Regions from separate parts of the Mus musculus genome. Here regions 1, 2 and 4 are each linked to region 3. The links are chromatin contacts, called in public promoter capture Hi-C maps. All regions are on one chromosome and are shown on one strand. Each heading gives the region's core, a stretch centred on a gene start, on an enhancer-like site or on the middle of the called end of the contact. The rest is flanking DNA. Distances are from core to core; before and after follow the strand shown.

Region 1 (2,700 bases), core at 146-2,645, 250 kb after region 3:
TGCCTCCACCCCAGAACTGTTTGCATTATGAGCATATGCCACCATGCCCAGCTAAGCCGATTTATTTTTTGAAGGCTTATGACATTTGACTATGTGGGCTTTTTAAGAAAACCTTAAGCAGCAAATAAAGATAGGATTTAATCGCTCAGTTATGTAAATATGTTCCAAGTTAACAAACCTGCAAAATTTCCAAATGCAAACAATAAACCTAATTTTCTATGAATTTTAAAAACATACAACTAAGTCTACTATGTAGACAAGGTTTGAATATGAAAACTAATTCCATCACTGCCCCTAAACCTTGCCCTACTTAGCCAAGCCATTAGCAACCTGTTGTAGGGCTTGAGACAGGAGCACAAGGCTCCAAACGAAGAGTATTCGTGAGAGTTTGGAAAGCTTCCTTGGGTTGGAGCAGAGAGCGAGAGAACCAGGGGCCACCCATAACCAGCAAAGAATCACAGTTTCAAAAACACTTTTTCGTTTGATTTTAACAGCCTCTGATAACCCAATTAAAAGGGAAGGCAGGGCATTGATGCCCTTGCTGGAGAGTATTGGATTGTCATTCCAGAGCACTCTGGGACTGACAAACTGACAGATACCAAACTTCAGAGTTTTGGAAAAAGAACGGACATTTCTCCCTTTGGCTTTCAGGGACATGAGTGAGTGGGTCTCTCCTCCTCATCTGAGGAACCAGATGCCAGTGCAAAAGAAAACAGGGATTCTGCCCCACACCAAGAAAACCCTTGACAGAAGGTAGAAGGCCTTCCAGGTTTGGGCCGGGCCTCGGCGTGCCCCAGACACACGGTCCCATTTGAGGCCCCAACTAGCCTCGCGGCGACCGTGGACAGAGATCTAAGGTCCGAACAGGTCTGCCCTACCCCGGGGAACTCGGGTCACCTCTTGAGCCTCCCTCCCTTAGACGGGTCCCGAATAGACCTAGAGTCTTCAGCTGGGGCGTGGTCCCCGCCCCCCAGGGACGAGGGCATGGGACCCCTTCCTTCCCGGGGCCTGGCAGCCGGCAGCCGGGTCCGCGAGCGGCGGTCGGGCAGCGACAGTCCCTTCCGCCGGTCTGTCTGCCCTCCCGAGCCCCAGGTCTGACCCTGGTCCGAGCGCGCTCCTCACCGGGTCCCAGCGCCTCCATGGCGGCGACGGGGGCCGCCTCGCTCCGGTCCCCAGCGCCTCCCGCTCCGGGCCCCGCCGGAGCCGCGTAACGCTTGCTCTCTGGAATATTGGCGCTGAAGCGGCGCCGCGAAGACGCGGGCCGGGGGCGGGCAGGGGGCGGCGGCGGCGCCCAGTCCGGGGACAGGGACCCGACTCTGTCACGGCTCTTCCGGCCTCAGCGACAACAAAAACAATCCCGGCCGCTGCCGCCGCCGCCGCCAGCTGGAACGGGAGCGGGAGGCGGCGCGCGCCCGCCGGGCGGGGCGGGGGCGCCAGGCGCCTGCGGTCCCGGGTCCCGGCTAGCGAAGGGGGCGTGCGCGGCCCCGCACGCGCGGGGTCCAGCGAGCCTGACCGAGGCAGGGGGCGGGGTGCGGCAGGGACGGGCGCGCGCCCGGGGGGCCGAGCCCAGAGGACGCGTCAGGCGCGCGCCCGCCCGCCCTTCCACCAGCGGGCCCGCTCGCCTGCGGTCCCGCACGCCGCTCCGCCGGTCCCCATTCTGGCAACCTTCCTCCAAGTCGCCATCGAAAGAGCTGGATTCCAGTCCTTGATGACCCACAGGCAGCAGCCCTCCACTTCGTCCTGAGACTCACCTTAGGAACCTGTCCTCCATCGCTCCACCACCACCAGAGATGACCCCTGGACACTTCAGGCACAATCGGTCCTTCAGTCACCTTCAGTCATTCCTCCTACTCCACCCCCACCCTCACCCCGGACACCACATATCCAGTCACCTTCCTTCCCTGTGCAGGGAAAGCAGGTTCTGTTCTGGGTCCCAAGACTGGTCAACATGTCACCAAGGCAGCAGGTAGCTCAGCGAGTCAAGTGTCCTTAAAGTTTCCATTCAGGACTTCCAGTTAAGACAGGACCATAGGCTGTCTGGTCAACTAAACGGGCAACGGCAGTCTATTAGTTAAAAAGGCACAACACTCTCATTCTAGTTTGCTGGGGCCCACCATTGGGTACCTCAGCTTAGTGCAATAGAAATGCGTTTTCTCTCAGTTTTGCACACCGACAGTCTAATAAAATCAAGGCGAGTTGGGGCAGGGGGTGTGATTTTTCTCCTTCGGTTGTAGAAATCTATCTTCTTGTGCTATCACACGGTCTTCCCATGGTAACTTCTATTCAAACCGCTCCTTTTTGTTTGGTTGGTTTTAATTAATTTATGTGTATGAGTATTTTTTGCCTGCATGCATGTGTTTGTGCCTGGTGCCTCCGGAGACCAGAAGACCAAATCGAATCCCCTCGAAACAGGATTACAGATAATGTAAGCTGTGTAGGGGCTGAGAATCAAACCTGGGGCCTCTGCAAGAGTATGAGGTACCCTTAACCACTAAAGCCATCTCTACAGCCCCCAACTTCTTTTTCTTATAAGGAAGATGGCTCAGTGGGTAAAGGTACTTTATAACATTGACAGCCTGAGTAGGAAGTTGGAGAGTTCAAGGCCAGCCTTTGCTACCAAAGAATTTAAGGCAATCCATGTTTTAAGAGACTCCAGCCCAGTGTAGCCTTTAATCTCAGCACTAGGGAGACTGAGGCAGT
Region 2 (2,712 bases), core at 121-2,620, 240 kb before region 3:
CCTTCCATTCCAAAGTCCTGGGGTCACAGGCATATGCCACTACACCCAGTTTTTACGTACCACTGGGAATCCAACCCAGGACTGTGCATTCTAGGCAGGGACTCTGCTAACCAAACCACATCTTCAGTTGCCTAATGTCATTTGAGTTTCATGTAACCACATTTGTCAGGATTATTCCCTGTGCTAATGGAGACCTTTCCACAAAAGCCTTGCCTGTCTTGGGTCTACTTTCCCCGGCCCTGATCTCAGGCTTGGGATGGTGTGTTCTTTCCTTGCCCCTCTCTTTACCCTCCCCACTACTTTTCCTTTATATTTGCCCTTGCATCCCTCATTTCAGTTTTACCACAGCTGAGTACCGAATACTGACTATTTAAACATGTGTTTTGTATACAGCTGCTTCGGTCTATAGGCTGAACAATGTAAAAGACATTGCTACCAATCTCATTTGATGTTTTGAGAACACTGCAGCCCATAAAGGTAGACTTTGCCCACAGGGTCTCATAGTAATGGCTCAGTACCCTACCAAAAACTCTATCCTTAGTCACTGAGATACAAGCCAACGAAAGAAGGCTAGAACCTGAGGGTTCTTACAGGGCCCCGGTGTCTGGAGGAGGGCCAAGAAAGAATATTAGCCTCTGGAGAAGGTAAGGAGAGTCCCACAGAAGCCCTAAAATAACTAGGACCTAAGACAATGGTTCTCTTTTTTTTTTTTAATTAAAGATTTATTTTATTTTATGTATATGAGTACACTGTAGCTGAACAGATGGTTGTGAGTCTTTTTTTTTTTTTAGATTTATTTATTGTTATATGTAAGTACACTGTAGCTGTCTTCAGACACTCCAGAACAGGGCATCAGATCCCATTACAGGTGGTTATGAGCCACCATGTGGTTGCTGGGATTTGAACTCAGGACCTTAGGAAGAGCAGTCAGTGCTCTTAACCGCTGAGCCATTTCTCCAGCCCCAGGCAATGGTTCTCAACCTTCCTAATGCAGAGATACTTTAATACAGTTCTTCATGTTGTGAAGACCTCTAATAAAATTATTTCCGTTGCTAGTTCATAACTGCAATTTTGCTACTATTATGAATTGTGATATAAATATCTGATATGCAAGATATCTGATGTGTGACCCCTATGAATAGGTCGCTCAACAACCTTCACCCCCCATGTGTCTTGACCAACAGGTTGAGAACTGAGGACCAGGTCAGGAACATAAGGAATTTAGAAAGTGATTAGGCCGGATGCAAGGTCAATAGGTGACATTATAGCGTTCACACAGTGCTCCGGGCCTGTAAGCGTAGAAACAGGCCCGCCCACCAGGCCAAATTCCTGGGCTCCGCCCCAGCTCCCTGACAATCCGGAACCGATCCATTCGCTCAGCCCTCGGCAGCTCTTGTCGCGCTCTCACCTCGATTGGTCGAGCCCGAACCGTCATGGCTGCGCCCATGTAACCTGGATCCACCGCGGAGCGGGCAGTGGCGGTGCGGGCCCCCCGTCGAGTCGGGAGTCAACATGCTGCGGGCCGCGTGGCGTGCGCTGAGCTCTGTTCGTGCCCAGGCGGTGACACGGGCCCCAGTCCCTGCGCTGAGGGGCGGAAGTAGCGCCAGTCTGCTCTCTGCGCGCTGTGGCCTGCAGCCTCCGAGTGAGCCGCCGAGCTGGGTCCCAAGGGACTGGGCGAAGATGGAGGAGACCAGGCACCCGGAGACCCGAGAAAGGCAGTGACAGGATGAGAAAGAGGGTGATGGCTAGGGAAGGGGTGATGAGGAGGGAGATAGGGAAGTGAGGCGGTAGTTAGGTGCAGGTGCCTACAGTTCGTGGGAGAAGGGACATGAGGGGCTGTGTATGGCAGAGTCTCAGCCCTTTCTATTCTGCGTAGGTCTACTGCGCGCCGCGCGAGCATACGCCGCCGTCCAGAAACCAGGTACGAGGACTTGGGTTGTTGAGACTTGAGGCCGCCTGGAAGGCTTGGGGTGGACAAGGGAACAGAGGTGGCGCGCAAAGGGACAGGCCAAGACCCCCCCACATTCATTGTTTAGGGGTGCACGAGAAGGTAGAAGTAAGAGCTTTCGCGTGAAAGCACTCACTCATTTGACAATACAGATCACCAAAAGCTCCGCCTCGTTGTGTGCATCCCTACTGTGTCAGATGAGAGTGAGGTCGAAGCCCGAGGTCCAACCCAGTCCAGCTTGGCTGGACCCAATGAGTGTGTGGCTGGCAACACTAGCAAGAGTTACAATTCTAGGAATGTAACACTTTTTATCTGCTATTCTGAGAGGAAGGATGAAGTTTCCCATCCTAAGTTAGCATGCCTTAGGGCCCTCTAACAAACACATACTATTTGAGGCAAGTTTGCTTTTTTTGTGAACCAGCGCTGAAATGAGTGTCAAAGGATCCATTGGAACACAGTTAATAGGATTCAATCATGGCAGCGGTATGAAAAGCACCCTTAACCCCGTGCACAATAAACTGTGATATCATAGTCTTTATTGCTTCTAGTGTCCTTTGCATAGTGGCAGGACAGAGTCTGGCTTGAGAGGATAGATTATCTTGGTTGCGCTGGACTGGGTTGGACTACAGGCTTCAACCTCACTTCCAGTGACATAGTAGGAATGCACACACAGAAGCCGAGCTTTTAGTGATGCGAACTGGCTATTGACATTCCCTTAAAGCTAGCAGCACTTCCTCTCACCCTGTACTTCATTCATGTGGTCA
Region 3 (2,700 bases), core at 98-2,597:
TGCTCATGATGTTTTCTTTCTTTCTTTCTTTCTTTCTTTCTTTCTTTCTTTCTTTCTTTCTTTCTTTCTTTCTTTCTTTCTTCCTTCCTTCCTTCCTTCCTTCCTTCCTTCCTTCCTTCCTTTCTTTTTCTTTTCTTTTCTCTTCTCTTTTCTTCTTCTTCTTCTTCTTCTTCTTCTTCTTCTTCTTCTTCTTCTTCTTCTTCTTCTTCTTCTCCTCCTCCTCCTCCTCCTCCTCCTCCTCCTTTTATGTTTGTTTTACTAGACAGGGTTTCTCTGTGTAATCCTGTCTATCTTGGAACTCTGTGGACCAGGCTGGCCTTGAACTCACAGAGATCTACCTGCTCCAGCCTCCTTAGTGCTGAGATTAAAGGCATGTGCCAGTGCAGCTGCCGCTGCTGGTACCACCACCACTGGTTTCTGCCTGCTTTCATATAGAACTCAAGACCACCAGCCCAGGGATGGTCTCCACCAAAAATGGGTTGGGTCCTCCATCACGAATCACTAACTAAGAAAATGCCTTGCAGTTGGATTTTATGGAGGCATTTTTTTTCAATTGAGGTTCCCTCCTGTCACATAACTCTAGTTTGTGTCAAGTTGACATAAAACTAGCCAGCACACAAGATCTATGTAGTCTTGGCTTTCCTAGAACTCACTAATATAGACCATAGCTGGCTTAGAACTCAGAGATCTGCCTGCCTCTGCCTCCTGAGTGCTGGGATGAAAGGGATGAAAGGCATGTGTCTCTCCCTCCCCTCTTTTAAGACGCCTCTCCCCAGCCCCCAAATCCTGTCCATTTCATTGCTGCAGCTCCTCTCTGGGATGACCTTCCTTCCAAAATGCATGTCTAAATGTTTGGACCATCCCAGGACTCCCCGTGGCCCTCTCTGTTACCTGTGCAGCAGCGACCTGGCTCTTTCAAAGTACAGATCTGGTCACTCCAGAGATCTCCATGGCTCCCCATTTCCCTGAAGGTAACATCTAACCAACTTCAGTAAGGCCCTTGCCTGCCTGTGTTCACTACACCAGCTCAGCTCACCAGACCCTCAAGACCTCCTTTCCTTCCCGCTGAGTCCTCCTAGCTCAACCTAGGTCACCGTGTCGGGGGAGTCTTGAGTCTTATGTGGATTCCTTATGAATAGTGCCCCATGGACCACTCCGTGCGCCCCACCCTCTTTGCAGCGCCGTTGTCTCCTGCAGCCGTCTAGGGCAGGGGTCCGCGGAGCTCAGAGGCTGCTAGCCCGCTGCGCTGCGGACGGGCGGGGCGCGCACCCTTGGCTGTGGCTGTGGAAAGAGCAAGGCGGAGGCCCCGCCCCACCGCGCCCCTCCCGCCGCCCGCCCACTCGGCCGGGGCGCGGGGCAGCGGGGCAGCGGGCAGAGCGACGCGGAGTTCTGGCGGTGCGGACCCCGACGACGCCCTGGCCCCGAGCCTGCGCCATCCGGGTCGCCCTCGAGCGCCGGAGCGCCGCCCGGAGGCCGCCCTGCAGGTAAAGGCGGGCAGCATTGCGGGGTTTTGGGCTGGTGGGGGCCCCGAGGGCCGGATGCAGCCAGGTGTCCAGCCCCGACGGGGCGCTGTGCCTCAGGCCCCAGTGCGAGGACAGGACCTGGAGGCGACTAGCGCTGGGGGGTGGCCGGAGGATGAGGGGGTGCTCACCCGTCCCCTGGACGTAACGAAGATAGAGCTCCCTGTTTCCTCCCTTTCCTCCCTCTCCAACACTGGACAGTGGCTCCGGGTATGTTACTTCGCTTCACCTGTAAAAAAACGGGAATAGCAAAATTGCCTTCGAGGTGAGGTTGAGGAGAGAAGGGGAGGTGAAGGGAGCATCAACGTCTACCTTACCTTCTCTCCCCATCTTTCTGCCATTTCTGATTCTCCTGCGACCTCCAAGTTACTTGGTTTTCTGTCTCTACCCCCAAGTTCTTTCTATTTGGAGTAACCTGGCAACATCTACCGACACTGAAGACAGGCTCTGAGGAATGTTTCTGCCAGAGGCTCTGCACCCCCACGCCCATTGAGACTTGTAGGGACTGAGGAGGTTGTGTCTGACCAAAAGTGGCTGGGGTCCCAGGTCCTTGGAATAGCTTTCCGGTGTCTCCCCCACACTGAGCCCAGGAGGCTCTGAGATAGAGAACAGCTATCAGCCAGAAGACCTCTGGAGTTGCACCCAGGAGGGAGGGATCTGAGTTTGCTTGGAGTGTGTGTGTGTGTGTGTGTGTGTGTGTGTGTGTGTGTGTACACTCGCGCATATCTGCTAGAAACACTTTGTCCGGGAGAACAGCCTAGACTCCTCACACAGAAATGCATCTGACCTTTCAGGGTACCCTGCCAGCCCAGAAGTCTTCCTTCACTTGCCTGCCATGGAAGCTGGGGGCGGGGAGGACAGAGATGCTGGAGGGTGTGCAGATAGGGTCTCTCAGTAGGGATAGCGGATCCTCACTGGCCTGAGCAAAGGGATCCACCCCCGCCGGGGAGGAGTGTGTGTGTGTGGGGGGGGGGGGTCACAAAGAGAGCTGGTGGTCTTGGTGGGGAGTCTGGCCTCCCCTTGATCTGATGAATACAGATGGAGACATGGATACACAGAGCCCTCTAAAAAGATAAGTCACATACAGCCGCGCTCCCTCCCACTGAGACTCACATATAATCACACACTGAGGAAAGACTCATTAGACACACAGGACCACACTCTTACCACAAACGCTAAA
Region 4 (2,979 bases), core at 238-2,737, 150 kb after region 3:
GGGTGGAGGCATGGGAGGGAGTTGGGGGAGGAGAAAGAGCTGTCTAAGATGAGGCTGGAATCCTCCCAGAGCTCGGTACAATGCACCACTTAAACCAAATCCAAACAAGCTGAGGCTTGGCAACACTGTTTGTAATGTGTGCATACTGCCTTTAAATGAGAAGAACCCACATGGTCAGTAGTTAAGTCTCAAAGAATTATTTAAAATCACAGCAAGATCTGTCACCCAAGTCATTTTTCTTGGTCTTTTTTATGGAGACATGGTCTTGCTACATAGTGCACACTGGCCTGGAATTCACTGAGTAGCCCAGGTGGACCCTGAACTTGCAAATCTTCTGCTTCAGCCTTAGTGCTGAGATAACAGAATTACAGACATGGGCCATCGTGCCCAGCATTCTCTTGCTTTTATTTCATGAATGGCACATAAATACCAAAGGACCGAAACTGCTTTTCATTCTAGCTTAAAACCCAACTGGAGAGAGTGAGGCAAAGAAAAAGGAGAAAACAAAATCTTGTTGCTGGGAGTTGTGACAGCCACCTGTTCCCTATGGGCATCTGCAAATGCTGGTGAATGATTGGACCCTCCTGGAGTAGTGCCCTTAATCCAAGCCCCCAAATGTACCCAAGTTGACAACACACTGTCTGCAAAGAGCTCCCTCCCCAAAGGGTGATGGAACACGAAGTAGACTGTCTATGAAGGCGATGGACAGGGCAGATGGAGTGTTGGCATCACTCTGTTTAGGCACTTGTGTAAGGAATGTAGGCTCTCCAGTGAGCTGCCTCTTCCCAGAGCCCTCCGTTCTGTTCTCCGGCTGGGCCTGTGCCCATGGGGCACTCCATACTGTAGCCAGCAGAAAAGTACAGGAGGAACTACTGAACAGTCCTGGGCTTTTTCCATAAGGAATATTTGTGCTACCTGTTGGGAAGTTACTGAATAATGTAGCCAGCCATAACTGAATCTGGACTATTTGCATAGCAAATCTGGGTCTATACATGGGCTCTTGGGGAAAGGTTTTGACTCCATAGGCCAGGGTTCAGATCTTCCTTTCTCCAGCGGGCCTCTAAGCCTGGGCTAGAGCTAACATATCATGGCTTCATCGCCAGAGTAGGGCAATCCTAAGCTCAGGCTCCTCAGAAGGGGAACCTGTACACGGAGGTTCAAATTTCCCATCCCAAGCAATAATGCAGGAAGAAAAAAGAATGGTCAAGGAAAGAGGGGGCCTTGCTTCAAGGTCAGCAAAGACAAAGCTAGAACCCACTTCTTTTCCAGTCCTGCAAGACAGCTAGCTGAACCCCAGAACCTCAAGAGAGGGGTAGAAAAAGAAAAGCCCATGCCACCCACTCACATGCCCTAGTGAGAAACAGGAAAATTTCATTTGTGTAAACAGAAGCAAATGGGAGCAGCAAAATTCCCCAGCCTGTCCAGAGGACGTGCTAGAGTCTCGGTTAGTCAGGGATCAAAGGACAGTCCAGTCCAGAAAAGGGGAAGATGCACTTACAGGGAAGAGGGCAGGACAGCGCCCTGGAGGGAGGCTGTCTCGAGAACAAGGCTTTGTCTGCACAGAGGAAGGACAGAGGCTGAGCCCCACCTTGGGGAGACAACCACCCCCTACTTAGCTAGGCCAGAACACAAGTCAGTTCCACAGTTCCCTCTTACGGCTCCATGTTTCTGGAATGCAGACTCATCAGGTATGGGAGGGAATTTCCAGATTTTGGCAATAGACTCAAGTTATGGTATAAAAATAACCTTTAGATTTTTTGTTTTCTTATTTTAGTCCTTACGATCTTCTGCTGTAAGACACCCCAGTTAAGAAATATTGAAACGAGACTTTACCATCAGGGGTAAAAAAGCCAAGAATGAGAAATACTATGACAGTAACTCTAGATCTGGCAGGGTGGTGGTGGGGCCAGGGAAAAGAGGAAGCTAAAGGGGAAAGGCCAAGGGCCAGTCATCTCAGCAGCTCGGAGACTTGTCACGTCTGAAAGTGCAAATGTCAATGGATTTTAACCATCTTGAGGTTGTGACCTTTTTTTAAAAGCTCAATGATTATGGAAGTCAATTCCTTCAAATGAAAATTAGCTGGCATTCTGGCTGGAGGCTCGCTGGCATTGGGCTATTTCTGCCCTCCCTCCCTCCCTCCTTTCCCACCCACACCCCACCCCACAGAGAAAGGTACAAAAGGTTGCAGTTCTGCAGCATTACCGTTGCGGGAAGGCACTGGTTACCCACCAGCAGGCGGAAGGAAGACAGGGTCATGTCACCTCAGAGCTAAGTGCCATAGTGCCTTAAGTGTTACGAGGGCTGGATGTCTGTCAGGGAAAAGGTGCATGGGGTAGAGAATGTGGAGAGGAATGATGGGAGGGGATGGCAGCTGGGGAGGAGCAACCCAAACCATTAGCATTAAAAATCTTCCTACAAAGTGGATTCTGAACCCATGAAAACATCTAGTATCCTAAAATATTGATCTGAGTCTGTTTTCCTTTTTCTTAAACAAATCTAGACCTTTTCTGATTAAGGCTCCTAAAAATTCCTGCCCTCTTCCCACCCACTTTCTCATCTAGAATAGCAAACCCAAACATACCAGCATTTGACCACAGGGCTGCAGAGCTGACCCTAGCAGGCTGTTGAGCATGAGTCTTTAGCACTGTGAGTCACATGAGACAACTGTGTGTATGGTGGGTACTAGTGATGCCCCTTTTGGTCCAAGGGGGTCGGATATGACAAGATGGGGAGAGGGGTTGAGGACAATGAGGTTGCTATCAGTGATTTCTGGCTGGTAGTCTGTCTTGCTGGTCCTCTTCCCACCCTTATACCCCCTCTGTAGATAGAAACAAGGCCTCCTATACTCCTTCCGACCCCACCTCCCTCTGCCTTGCTTCCTCTGGATTTGGGTGGTACAGCTCCCAGGGCTTGGAAAGCTTTCTTCTATCCAGTGAGGTAACAGCGTTCTGCCTTCAAGCGAAGTACATGGTGCGTAGA

Evidence for each region. Promoter capture Hi-C pulls out the DNA fragments that hold promoters and counts their contacts. Capture Hi-C pulls out chosen DNA fragments and counts their contacts.
Region 1: a contact with region 3 is called in a promoter capture Hi-C map of embryonic stem cells. The contact joins the promoter of Ago4 here to the promoter of Col8a2 in region 3. A contact is called at or near these places in 3 of 39 promoter capture datasets (all in embryonic stem cells), 1 of 115 datasets of contacts at active chromatin or transcription factors (embryonic stem cells) and 1 of 9 other capture datasets (liver).
Region 2: a contact with region 3 is called in a promoter capture Hi-C map of adipose tissue. The contact joins the promoter of Mrps15 here to the promoter of Col8a2 in region 3. A contact is called at or near these places in 4 of 39 promoter capture datasets (the 3T3-L1 cell line, embryonic stem cells, erythroid cells and 1 more), 4 of 115 datasets of contacts at active chromatin or transcription factors (the SCID.adh cell line, embryonic hindbrain, embryonic stem cells and 1 more) and 3 of 9 other capture datasets (adipose tissue, liver and pancreatic islet).
Region 4: a promoter capture Hi-C map of macrophages shows a contact between it and region 3, with 5 read pairs. The contact joins the enhancer-like site here to the promoter of Col8a2 in region 3. A contact is called at or near these places in 2 of 39 promoter capture datasets (hippocampal neurons and macrophages), 1 of 15 datasets of contacts at CTCF or cohesin (the NIH/3T3 cell line), 3 of 484 Hi-C or Micro-C datasets (the G1E-ER4 cell line, bone marrow-derived macrophages and uterus) and 3 of 9 other capture datasets (adipose tissue, liver and pancreatic islet).

The regions. Positions count from the first base shown.
Region 1 is chr4:126,532,063-126,534,762 of GRCm38.p6, forward strand. Ago4 (argonaute RISC catalytic subunit 4) reads right to left here and starts at 1,396. Exons shown (of 18, transcript NM_153177.3): 1 at 1,123-1,396. The coding sequence starts at 1,141.
Region 2 is chr4:126,045,558-126,048,269 of GRCm38.p6, forward strand. Mrps15 (mitochondrial ribosomal protein S15) reads left to right here and starts at 1,371. Exons shown (of 8, transcript NM_025544.2): 1 at 1,371-1,642; 2 at 1,877-1,921. The coding sequence starts at 1,513.
Region 3 is chr4:126,285,447-126,288,146 of GRCm38.p6, forward strand. Col8a2 (collagen, type VIII, alpha 2) reads left to right here and starts at 1,348. Exons shown (of 4, transcript NM_199473.2): 1 at 1,348-1,484.
Region 4 is chr4:126,436,549-126,439,527 of GRCm38.p6, forward strand. It overlaps Ago1 (argonaute RISC catalytic subunit 1), which reads right to left. Exons shown (of 19, transcript NM_153403.3): 19 at 1-2,979. The coding sequence ends at 2,955. Among named protein-coding and RNA genes, the nearest start is that of Ago3, 8.5 kb to the left of the region's middle. Within about 2 kb of position 1,488, at least 27 of the 459 cell types and tissues checked have an H3K27ac peak or open chromatin away from gene starts, as enhancers often do. A contact at or near this core is called in adipose tissue, bone marrow-derived macrophages and macrophages, where this site is marked.